Linked DNA regions of Bombyx mori: region 1 is linked to region 2. Evidence: chromatin contacts called from public Hi-C data. All regions are on one chromosome and are shown on one strand. Each heading gives the region's core, a stretch centred on a gene start, on an enhancer-like site or on the middle of the called end of the contact. The rest is flanking DNA. Distances are from core to core; before and after follow the strand shown. Region 1 overlaps LOC101735945 (probable E3 ubiquitin-protein ligase HERC2). Region 2 overlaps LOC101735945 (probable E3 ubiquitin-protein ligase HERC2).

The links. A called contact is a pair of places that touch in the nucleus more often than the background predicts.
Region 1: a Hi-C map of posterior silk gland shows a contact between it and region 2, with 1.6 times the contacts expected there. The contact joins two enhancer-like sites. A contact is called at or near these places in 3 of 7 Hi-C or Micro-C datasets (posterior silk gland and whole pupa).

Annotation. Positions count from the first base shown.
Region 1 is chr15:4,734,673-4,740,399 of ASM3026992v2, forward strand. It overlaps LOC101735945 (probable E3 ubiquitin-protein ligase HERC2), which reads right to left. Exons shown (of 89, transcript XM_038015651.2): 21 at 5,663-5,727; 22 at 4,752-4,948; 23 at 2,182-2,398; 24 at 1,364-1,601; 25 at 475-645. Among protein-coding and RNA genes, the nearest start is that of Mir3219, 3.6 kb to the right of the region's middle. Within about 2 kb of position 2,304, at least 3 of the 8 cell types and tissues checked have open chromatin away from gene starts, as enhancers often do.
Region 2 is chr15:4,686,507-4,692,080 of ASM3026992v2, forward strand. LOC101735945 (probable E3 ubiquitin-protein ligase HERC2) reads right to left here. Exons shown (of 89, transcript XM_038015651.2): 79 at 5,236-5,363; 80 at 2,952-3,101; 81 at 2,430-2,552; 82 at 1,553-1,763; 83 at 686-880; 84 at 82-254. Among protein-coding and RNA genes, the nearest start is that of Dsclp, 28 kb to the left of the region's middle. Within about 2 kb of position 1,650, at least 3 of the 8 cell types and tissues checked have open chromatin away from gene starts, as enhancers often do.

The sequences.
Region 1 (5,727 bases), core at 1,054-3,553, 49 kb after region 2:
ACTATATGCTTAATGTTGGACCAGGATTCGGGTTTCCAGAATTTCGAGGATATTCGAAAGATTAAATACGTTCTCAGTTTCGGATTCATGCGAAACGCACTATATGCCTAATGTTGGACCAGGATTGGGGTTTCGAGAATTTCGAGAATATTCGAAAGATTAATTAATACGTTCTCAGGTTCGGATTCATGCGAAACGCACTATAGGCTAATGTTGGACCAGGATTGGGGTTTCGAGGATTTCGAGAATATTCGAAAGATTAATTAATACGTTCTCAGGTTCAGATTCATGCGAAACGCACTATAGGCTAATGTTGGACCAGGATTGGGGTTTCGAGGATTTCGAGAATATTCGAAAGATTAAATACGTTCTCAGTTACGGATTGACCCGAAACGCACTATATGCCTAATATTGGACCAGGATTGGGGTTTCGATAAATTCGAGAATATTCGAAAAAGTAAAGGAGAACAGTACCTGCATTCCCCCGCGCAGGAATACAGCCGCTGCATACGGCGCGGCGTCGAGCTCCGCCTGCTGCACGGGCAGCGACCGCGCCAGCCTCGAGCCGCACTGCGCCAGCCCCACCGCGACGTGGAACGCGACAGACGACAGGATGTGATGGGCACGAAGACTGGACGTACTCTCCTGGAATATGATACGTCAGAGATAGATTCAAAAGCTAAAAATGCAAATGCAAAATACATACTTTCAACTTGCTCGCATTTAAGTTCAGATGTAATAATAAAAAAATAACTAACTAATCAATCAAGCATCATAACATTTTACAGACACGTTGTGAAGGCTTCTATTCGCGGAGAGATATATTTATTTCTAAATTAAATCGAGCGAATCTATGTTCCAAATAGAAACTACCTTTTGATATACTGTAGATTGGGGGAATAGAGACTAAAATTAGAATAGAGACAAATTTGAGATGTCACAATACTTTTGTTGAGTTGTTAGATTTAACTTTGTTAAACTTATTTAGTGTTTAAGAATATTAAATAGTTTAATTTAGTCATCAAAGTTTTGTAAAAGATATTAAAAAGTTAATTACCTAAAGTTAGGTACCTTTCTAACAACTAAATAGTGCCAGCCCTATCGAAAAACTCTATTGTCCCCATACGAAACCTGATTCACCTCAAAGACAAGGTGAATCGGGTCAAGCTAGTTTTTTCAGTTTTTGTAATGAACTATGTATAATAACGCATCGTATATAAAAAAAATAAGCCTCCGGAAGCATTTTAATCTCAATTTTATTAATATTACACTAAGAAAAACCATTGAAATTTTTTTTTGGATTTGGAACGGGTACCGATTCCCCCAAATCTACGGTACCTAATATTAGATAATGAATACTAACATGACATTTGTGACTATAAATCTGATCTGCATAGAGGCCGACGCACTTCTCAGTGATCCGCGCTAGGAATGCGGCGTGCGGCTCCACGCTCAGGGCCGCGGTCGCGTCGCCGCCCCGCAACTTGCGGACCAACTCCACCGTGCTCGCGTTCTCGCAATCGAAATTCTCAACGTCGAAAACGTGACCGGCCACTATTATCCACGAACCGCCGTCTTTTATATGATTCTGTAAGTCGCATCTGAAAGTAAACAAGACGAGATATTAATGTTACGCGCTGGGGCTCGGGATAAATAAAACTTTCACCGAAGTACAAATTAAAGTCCATTTAACTCTTAGAACAATTAAGGAACACTTTACAATTCGCAATTCACTTCTTTTTGCCGTTTCGCTTCGAGTAAGCCGATTACTAGCTGCCTTCATTGTTTTTTATGTTTGAGGGATTACTGGTGACCCGGAGGCCTCTCCAGTTTCATCAGGGCAGATGGGCGAGCAAAGGCTCAGTCAGAAGGGGACTGCCTTAATGTCATCTCTACAACGCTTTTATAGTTGACACGACAACTCCACAATTATCGAGAATATGACCGTTAGTACGAGTACGTTTCGATGTGTTTTAGCTATTTGATAATAGCTCGACCGTTCTCGACTTTGCTAGTTCTTTTGATGTTAGTTTCTGCTATTTGATGACAGATGGCGTTACTTTTACTAGCGTAACAATATGACTAGTGTTATAATTATAAAATACAACTATTCATAGAGTTCGAACCATCCAATAGACGACAGTGAAAGTTTAAACAGACACGCAAGAGAACAACACATACTTGCGTATAACGCTACTGTTCAGCTGGTGTTTCTTCGAAACGAGGCCGGGCCAGCCCAGCAGGTCCGCGTCTAGCTTCGCGGACGAGGGTAACGCGCGGGCCGCCTCGTCGCACGCGCGCGCTATCCTCACGAGCGAGCCCGCGCAGTCGGACAGCGCGTGTGCGGACCGCGCCGAACAAGCACATATCCATGCGCTCAACTCCGTCACAACGCGACCTGCAACATGATTAGTTTAAAAACTTGTTTTGTTACTATCCTAACTATATCCAGTGTTAGGTGCTGCCACCCACTTTAGAATGTGAGGTTTTGTCAGTGTTGAGGGTTTACTGTGCGCTCTCCTCCGGAAACCTCATCAGAGTGGTCAATAACACACTGAGTATAATTGCATGTTTTACACGCGTCAGCGACCGCGGTGGATCGCTGCACGTTAACCACTGACTGACTAACGTATGCTGCTCATTACTATAACTGCATAGTAAGCAGCTAAGCGGGGCGGGGTATCATTCCCCTACAATAACGATCCTACAACTGTCCCTCCAGAAAAAAAAATTGACATATCTCTAGTCTGTTTCTGAGTTTGTAAAGGATATTGGCGGGCTATCGGTACGATGTAGAATACAATATACCTAGTCAGGTCATAAATTCTGTCACATGTTTAATGTAAAATAATTGAAACAAGTTTATTCATTGTGTAACCATTCATATACCAAAATGAACTTAACAAAACATAGATTCTTATGACACTAAAGTTTATTCAAAATGACCTCCGTGATTTTGAATACAGGCCTTCAATCTGCGCGACCAGTCGTCTATCGCAGCAGGAACGAGGTCCATGTCAATATCGGCGGCTGCCTTAATCAAGGATGTCTTGAGTGACTCCAAATTGGGATGAGGCTTTGAGCACGCCTTTTACTCCAAGTGTTGCCATATCTTGTAATCTAACGGATTCAAATCTGGACTGGAGGAGGGCCAGTCTTCGTGCCGGATGAAGTCGATTTCACGCGCCGCCAGCCAGTCTTGTGTGCTCTTCGCTCTATGAGCTGGCGCCGAATCTTGTTGGAATACCCAGTGCCTGTTATTGAACATGGTATGAGAAACAGGTTCCACAAGGTTCGTCAGGACTGTATTTTGATACACAACTGCATTCGTTTTTACACCTTTCTCACAAAAATGTACCACCTCTGTTAAGCCCCAATAAGAAACTCCCAACCATACCATGAGCGAGGATGGAAAATGACCTCGTTGGACACGCGGAATACGGTTGCTCGCTTCTTCACTACTGTGTGCGTACACCTTATCATTTTGTTTGTTGTAGCTCTCTTCTACGGTAAAAAATTTTTCATCCGAAAAAAGAATTTCCTGATATTTTTTTCCCGCGTACCGCTTCAACAAAGCGCGGCATCTCTTCAGTCTCAGGTCCATTAGACGAGCATTCAAACGATGTCCTGTTTTTCTTCGATATGCCCGAAGCCCTAAGTCTTCATTTAACACCCTTTTCACCGTGGTTCTGCTTAACCCCATCTGAAGGGCCAACAGTTTCTGCTTACGTTTGGGATTTCTTTGAATTCGCGCCTTCACAGCTTTTATCACTGCTGGAGTCCTAACAGACCGAGGGCGACCTCTTCTTGACCTAGTGTCTTCATTGTATCGTTTGATGGTACGATAAACGAATCTTTTGGTTATATAAAATTTTTTCAGTATGTTAAAAATTTGAATTGGCGCGTTACCGCAACGATGCAACGCAATAACTGCAACACGGTCTTCTTTAAGCGTCCACTCCATATTTAAAAATGAGTAAAATTTTAAAAGTATACATTTTTATTTTCATGAACAATTCGAAATTCGAATTCAAGAAACTGTTTTTGTGGCCAGCATTCTAAAAGAAAAGTTTTTACTATGTGACAATACTTATGACCTGACTAGTTATTCCTCTAGGGTAATGAAGAGATTTATTTTCTTAATTTAGATTCTATAGGTACAAATTTAACCTTAATTTAATCTATAAATAATCAGTACTGTGAATTGGTATAATATGAAATGATTAAGTAAATAAAGAAAACAGTTTAAATAGCGTACACTAGTAATTTATGAAAAACTGAAGGAAAATGATAAGTAAACAAAGTTTGAGCTTTGTGATATAATTAGTCTGTTACTTTATTTATTACACTTCATATAAAATTTACATTGGCGGACTTAATACCTAAGCCTTTCTCTACCAGTCAACTAAGGTAGTGCAGAGTAAATAGTGGTAGGTGCAATGAAATTTAAATTAAGTTACAAATAAATACACAAAAAAAGAATATACACACATATATACACAATCATATATACATATACATACATACATACACAAATACATACATACACACATAAATACATATAATAGTTCATACAGTATTAAAAATTTTAATAGTTTTTATAATAGTAGTTTAAAGTGTAAAGTTTAATAGTAAACTATTAAAAATTTTAATAGTTTTTCTACTATTATTCTTGTAAACGGAAATATAAAAAGACAACTTATACACTATAACAATAGATGGTTTTTGTTACTCATACACTAACAACTCACCGACAATGTCAGAAGCTAGCAGATCACACAGAGCCACGAGCTGGGTATTGTCGGCGCCGTGCACGGCTCGCGAGAACGAGCTCAGCGTCGACTGTACGTGCTCGGACAGTAGAACCGTGTATTGGTTCAGGAGCGAGCGGACTCCGCCGCGCGAGCTGCGGCCGCCGCGACACCACATCGCCTCACAGAACAATAACCTGCATGTGTACAGACGGACGTGTTCTTTATAACTTGATACTATCAGAAGTCTGTATTCGTCGTCGGTAGATTGCTAATATCTGAACAGTTAAACGCTCATCGGTATTTTAATAATATTGCAAACGTTTATTTCTTTATTAAGTTGTACCAACAAAGTAATCATCGATACAAAACATTGAACAATTGACAAAAGTTCATGGCAGATGTCAATTATAGGTGCAATCGACAGTGCATTAACAACAACAACAAAAAATATATATATAACTAAGATTTGATTACGAATACATTTGATTGATAGCTTAAGATTAATTTATATTTAATTGGGAAATGATCCGCGACAGATTTTTCCTGTAGGTTATGAGACAATTAGAAAAATCATCTATTTCACTTAAAATTAGTTCAGCGCAATCGGACAACTCCGAAGGAGCATTGACGTTATCTATTCATAAATCTATATGTTAATACGCGAAGCAAAAACTTTGTCTTTTTACGAAGATTGCGCAGAGGGAGGAGTATGAAATTTCCCAACTCATAGAGAATATATTTTTTTAGGACTAAAGGATTACTGGTGGCCCAGAGACTTTTCCAGTTTCAGTATGTACTCTTTTGTTTACTTAGTTTAATTTATTTCGTAAAGATTCATTCGAACATTATACGTTATCATTTAGGACAAATTGACCAAAACATTTATTTTAAAACACTTTTTAACTTGCCTTTGAAATCGTATGAGTAGATCACAGCTGGGGCTGACGGCGTCTTGGCCCTTGGGCTCATCCAC
Region 2 (5,574 bases), core at 400-2,899:
TTTAAAATATATAGAGCTCAAAAGTCCACGAGCTTTCGAGAAAAAAAAAACACAAACATTCATTCATTCATTACAATGTACCTTATTTTGCGGAGTCATATCTCGGATGCACAGTAGAGCTGGCAGGAAATCTTTGTCGACTTCGGCGAGATCTTGTGGACGCAGCGGTTGTCCTGCCAACTGGCGCCAGACGCCCTCCGCCAGAGACAATGACAACGGCGAACCAGTTCTTATGGCGATGCCCATCAGAAGACCTAGTTTTAATTTTGGTTAATAATAAATGACGAATCTATCTATTAGAATGCATATGAGACTGAGAATAAGGATTGTATCTGAGTGCACGCTCAAAATGTTTCATTAGAAATTCAAAATTAATAAAACTAATTGATTTAAGCCGTTTCCTATGCTAATAGTAGTGATGCAGTCATATCGATTAAGGAGAGCATGCTACGGAACCCTGATTAACAATTTCTTTAAATTAATTAAAAACCTAACATTTTTACGAATGACGTCTAGGTGAATAATAAACTACGGCCTTGTTGGTTGAATAATTAATTTTATAGGTCACATAATCAAATGGTAATTTTGAAAGGAGATATAGCTCTTAAGTTTATAATTTTAAGATCTAAAATATGTTGATAGTTGGTAGAGTGTGAGACAGTAAAGTTATGTTTTTAACATTTACCCAGGAACCTAAAGCAGTGCAGGTGAAGAGGCGTATTGGCAGTTGGGTTCAGTAAGAAGGCATCCCTGGAGGCGCCGGCGTCTCCGCGTCCATTCGGCGTCGCCATTAACAGCGGCAGCGAACCGTTCTGAAGTTCTTCGCACATCTCGGCAATGCTCTCGCTGTACCCTCCACCACAGTCATCAACACTTTCCCCTGTTATGATAGTTGATAAATTAAGATCATACAATAAGGCTACTTAACAAAAATGTTTTTTTTTTGTTTTCATGAGCTTACGGTCCTCTTGGAGTTAAACGGTTATCGGAGCTTAGATTTAATGTCAACAACCATCTTGAGAAATATGGTCGAAGTCTCAGTTCTATTGTAAAAGGCTGTTCCACTTTTTAAGCCTAAGTGCATCACTATTTTTTTTTCTCCTACCGACGCCGATCGGTTTTCCTCCCGCTGTACAGGGAAGAAAGTCTAACTTTTCCTCCCTGGGTACTGATAAGTGCGCGTTAGTATCTACGTCTGCTCTCACGCACCTAAAATTCTCCGCCATTGTTGTGCTCGGGTAATTTGCAATATTGTGTTTAGTGTAAAAGTAAAATAAACAAAAGGCAATAAAATTTAATAGTGAAGTATTAAACAAAGATGAGTTCATCAGACAGTTCTTATTCTATTAGTAGTAGTTTATTTAAAAATTTAAAAACAGTTAAATTGTTTTTTATGACAAGATCCGGCGAGAAACTCAGTGAGCATGCATCACTGCTTCGCTGCAGCTGAAATACGTAGAGTTGTGCCAACAATGTGGTACAATAACCCTGTCTATGAGTAACAAAAAAGTAATCTATATAACTAACTGTTATGTGACGCTTGCAGACTGACCTACAAACTTGACCTTCCAGACGCGGTGCGGGAGGGTGAGCGCGTCGTGCGGGAAGGTGGGCAGGCGCGCCACCATCTGCCCGAACACGGAGCGCATGCCGGCCGCGCCCGCCAGCCCCGCGCCGCCCTTGCGGGAGCGCCGCGCCGCCACGCGGGACAGCTCCACCACGGGCCCGTGCTGCCGCTCGCGTAGCATTGTAGCCATTATCGCCTGCAACACATGGTTTTTTACTGGTGGTAGGACCTGTTGAGTCCGCACGGGTAGGTACCACCACCCTGCCTATTTCTGCCGTGAAGCAGTAATGCGTTTCGGTTTGAAGGGTGGGGCAGCCGTTGTAACTATACTTGAGACCTTAGAACTTATATCTCAAGTTGGGTGGTGCATTTGCGTCGTAGATGTCTATGGGCTTCAGTAACCACTTAAATCAGGGGGCTGTGAGCTCGTTCACCCATCTAAGAAATAAAAAAAAATTAAAAAAATTGATAACATTATAAACTAAGCTGACGGGTAAGTTTCTCAGTATCGAACATAGTGTTTGGTTTAGTAACTGATCTTCCATTTTGATTGATTTGTAGTTTAATACTGTTTTAGCTTCCAAAACGCATATCTTACATCCCGTATATCTTTCGACGTCAACTAAGTCGCCTTTTTTCAAAATCAAAATATCATTTCATATTTACATAAAAATTAAAAGTTCGTCTCGAATTATCGGCAGCATTTATACTGGAACTGGGGCGTCTACAGGGTTCGGTAACTGCTAATATCGGGTTGACCATTATCTCATCTGTTTATCTACTTCATTCAAATTTGAAAATATTAAATCCTCTATTATAGTATTGTAATCTAATGTTTAAAATACATATTTTCTTTATAAACCTTTCTAAATGCAGCTTCTTTGACGCTGTGGAACAGCAAATTCCTGAGAGCATCCAGAGGTCCTTCCAAGATCAATAACGACAGGTTCGGGCATATCAGCTCAGAAAACTGATGCAATAAAACCTGAAAGTAAAGATATTTTTAATATACCGTCAAATTCAGAAAAACATTTATAGGATCAAAATCAAGGTAACGTTAAAAAGTTCAAAACAATAAGTCAAAATCTTTCAATACTGTTTGTTGAATTGGTTCATTATATTATTTGTCATATCATCACCGTTATCGAGACACTCGATTATTTCGTATCGAATTATAGCACTACGAGCGAAATTTATTTTTGTTTTCAAATTATCTCTACTTTTGTTAAACTAAATTATATTTAAAAACCTTTTTTTGATCTGAGGATTCTATATTCTACAAACAAGAGTAGTGTGCGACGGTAACCACTTACCATCAAGTGGGCCGTATGCTCGTCTACCTACAAATGCAATAAAAAAAAAAAAAAAAGCCATGAGAGCTCACCAGTCGATTGCATATGAGTTGCGTCGATAGATCTCTGAGCAGGTGACACTCGAGCGGCGGCGGGGGCGGGGCTCTGGGAGCCCGAGGCGCTTCTACGCAGAGTGCCACGGTGTGAGCACTACCGCATGCCACTTTCGTCACTCTTTTACCCTGAAAGAGACAATTGTATTATTTATTTAGTTAAGCATATAATAGCATTAAGCATATAATTAATTATATCGAGGGGTGAAAGGCTGTTTGGTTTAAGTTTGCGGTGAGCAGCGGCTTGGCTCTGCCCCTGGCATTGCTGAAGTCCATGGGCGACGGTAACCACTCACCATCAGGTGGGCCGTATGATCGTCTGCCTACAAGGGCAAAAAAAATCATTAATTATATACCTCTGATATATTTATTTTTATTTATTTATACTTTATGCACAAAACAAAACTTGTACACAGGCGGACTTAATGCCATGGGCATTCTCTTCCAGTCGACCATAGGGTGGTGCAGAGATAATGCATGGTAGGTGCATTGACAAAAGAATGACAAACAACAACAACAAAACAAAAAAAAAGAACAAACTCAAAACAAAAATCTTCCTTAAAATAATATCTCAGTATTATAGAATACACATACTACAATTCAATATACCTATGTATAAAATAGTAAAATACATACATACACATAATTACACACAATAATATACACATGAAAATACACAATTTAGTATTATAGTTAAGAATGGCTAAAAGTAAATATATATATATATATATAATATAATAATAATAATTGAAAAATGAAATAAACTAGTTTGGAGATGATTCTTCCAGTTTTTTGTGGATGTGTTCGCGAACTTTGAGTTTAAAAGTAAAGCGATTGCTGATCATCCTGATTTCTTTGGGAAGCGAATTCCATAATATTATGGACTGTACAAAGAAAGAAGAATGTAAAAAATCTGAGCGATGGATAGGACATTGTAAGAGACGATTATGTGAAGAACGTAGAATTTTGTCATGGCTTGCGTTCAAGTATTTAAAATGCGATTTTAAGTAAGAGGGTGAAGAGGCAGAGTCCAAAAGAGAAAACAAGGTAGTAAGCGCTCTCTCCTCTCTACGCTGACGGATCGGTAACCATTTCAGACGAGTTCGATGCGCGGACACATGGTCATATTTTCTAAGATTGAAAACGAATCGAATGCAATTATTGAGAAGGCGGTCTAGTTTGTTGAGGAGATCTGCATTCAGGTCATAGTAGCACACATCACCGTAGTCTACCATAGGGAAAATTAAAGTCTGCACAAGCATGGCCTTTACATTCAATGGTAGCATATTTTTTTGCCGATAGAGAGATCGCAAGGTCCTGATGACTTTTTGACTAATGGATGTTATTTGCGCTCTCCAACCAAGTGTAGTGTCAATGTGTAATCCAAGATTTTTCACGTTTCGGCTAAAGGGGATGATTATGTCATTGAAAACAACAGGCGGCAGCTTAAAATTACTGATCTTACTCATATTTCGATGGCTACCAACAATTAACGCTTGGCATTTGGTACGATTCACCGCCAGACCAAACCTATCGGACCAATTTTTGATTGATTTTAAATCATTGTTTAGTTTGGTAATAGCATCCGATATGTGATCAACATCGGTTTGTGCGTACAGTTGTAGATCATCGGCGTAAAGATGAAATGCACACCGTAGCTCAGGGGTGAGAAAATTTATAAAAATTGAAAACAAGAGAGGAGAGAGGACACCGCCTTGTGGGACGCCAGATTCAAGATTACACCAGTTTGATGAGAGTTCGTCATTACGAACAGATTGCTGACGTCCCTGAAGATAGGAAGAGAACCAATCCAACGCCCCTTTTGAGACGTTGAGATGAGAGAGGATGGAAAGAAGGATATCGTGACAAACGGTGTTAAACGCGTTTGAGAAATCAACCAAAACTAGTATAGTGATTTTGGATTCTTCCAAGCCCACCCTGATATCACCTGTCACTTTCAGAAGCGCGGAAATGGTGCTGTGGCCTGGTCTAAATCCAGATTGAAAAGGGCTAATTAGGGAATTATTAAATATAAATCGAGAAAGCTGCTGATATACATTTAAATCGTTTTCATGTTCCTAAATATCTTCAACATTCGATGGTGATTGTTGTATATTCGATTGGCATATGGAGGAAAAGATACGTCACATGGAGGCCACGTATTGGAAAACTTATGGGACGGCCTCTCGCCTTCTGGATGACCATATGAAAAAGTGTCGGTCGACGTACTGATGATTTATCTAAGAATGAAGGTAGACAATACCTGCAGAGCCATGAGGAGTCTCGGTCTTTGAGCAGCGAGCGTGGTCCCGTCTCCCAGTTGCCCTTCGTCGTTGTCACCCCATGTATAGACCTCGCCCGTGTCCGTACACGCTACGCAATGAAGACTACCTGTAGACGGTACTTATTCTAAGTATTTCGCAATCGAAATTTGAAAACTTTGAAAGAATTTATCATAATTTTTTTTTAAATAATTTAATAATTTAGATCCAAATGTTGAGCGATTTGAGATGCTCGTATCGCTGCCATATTTTGATAGTAATTAAGCTAGACTATCAATGTTTCTTATGCTACATATTTTTTAGTTTTAATTTAAATGATA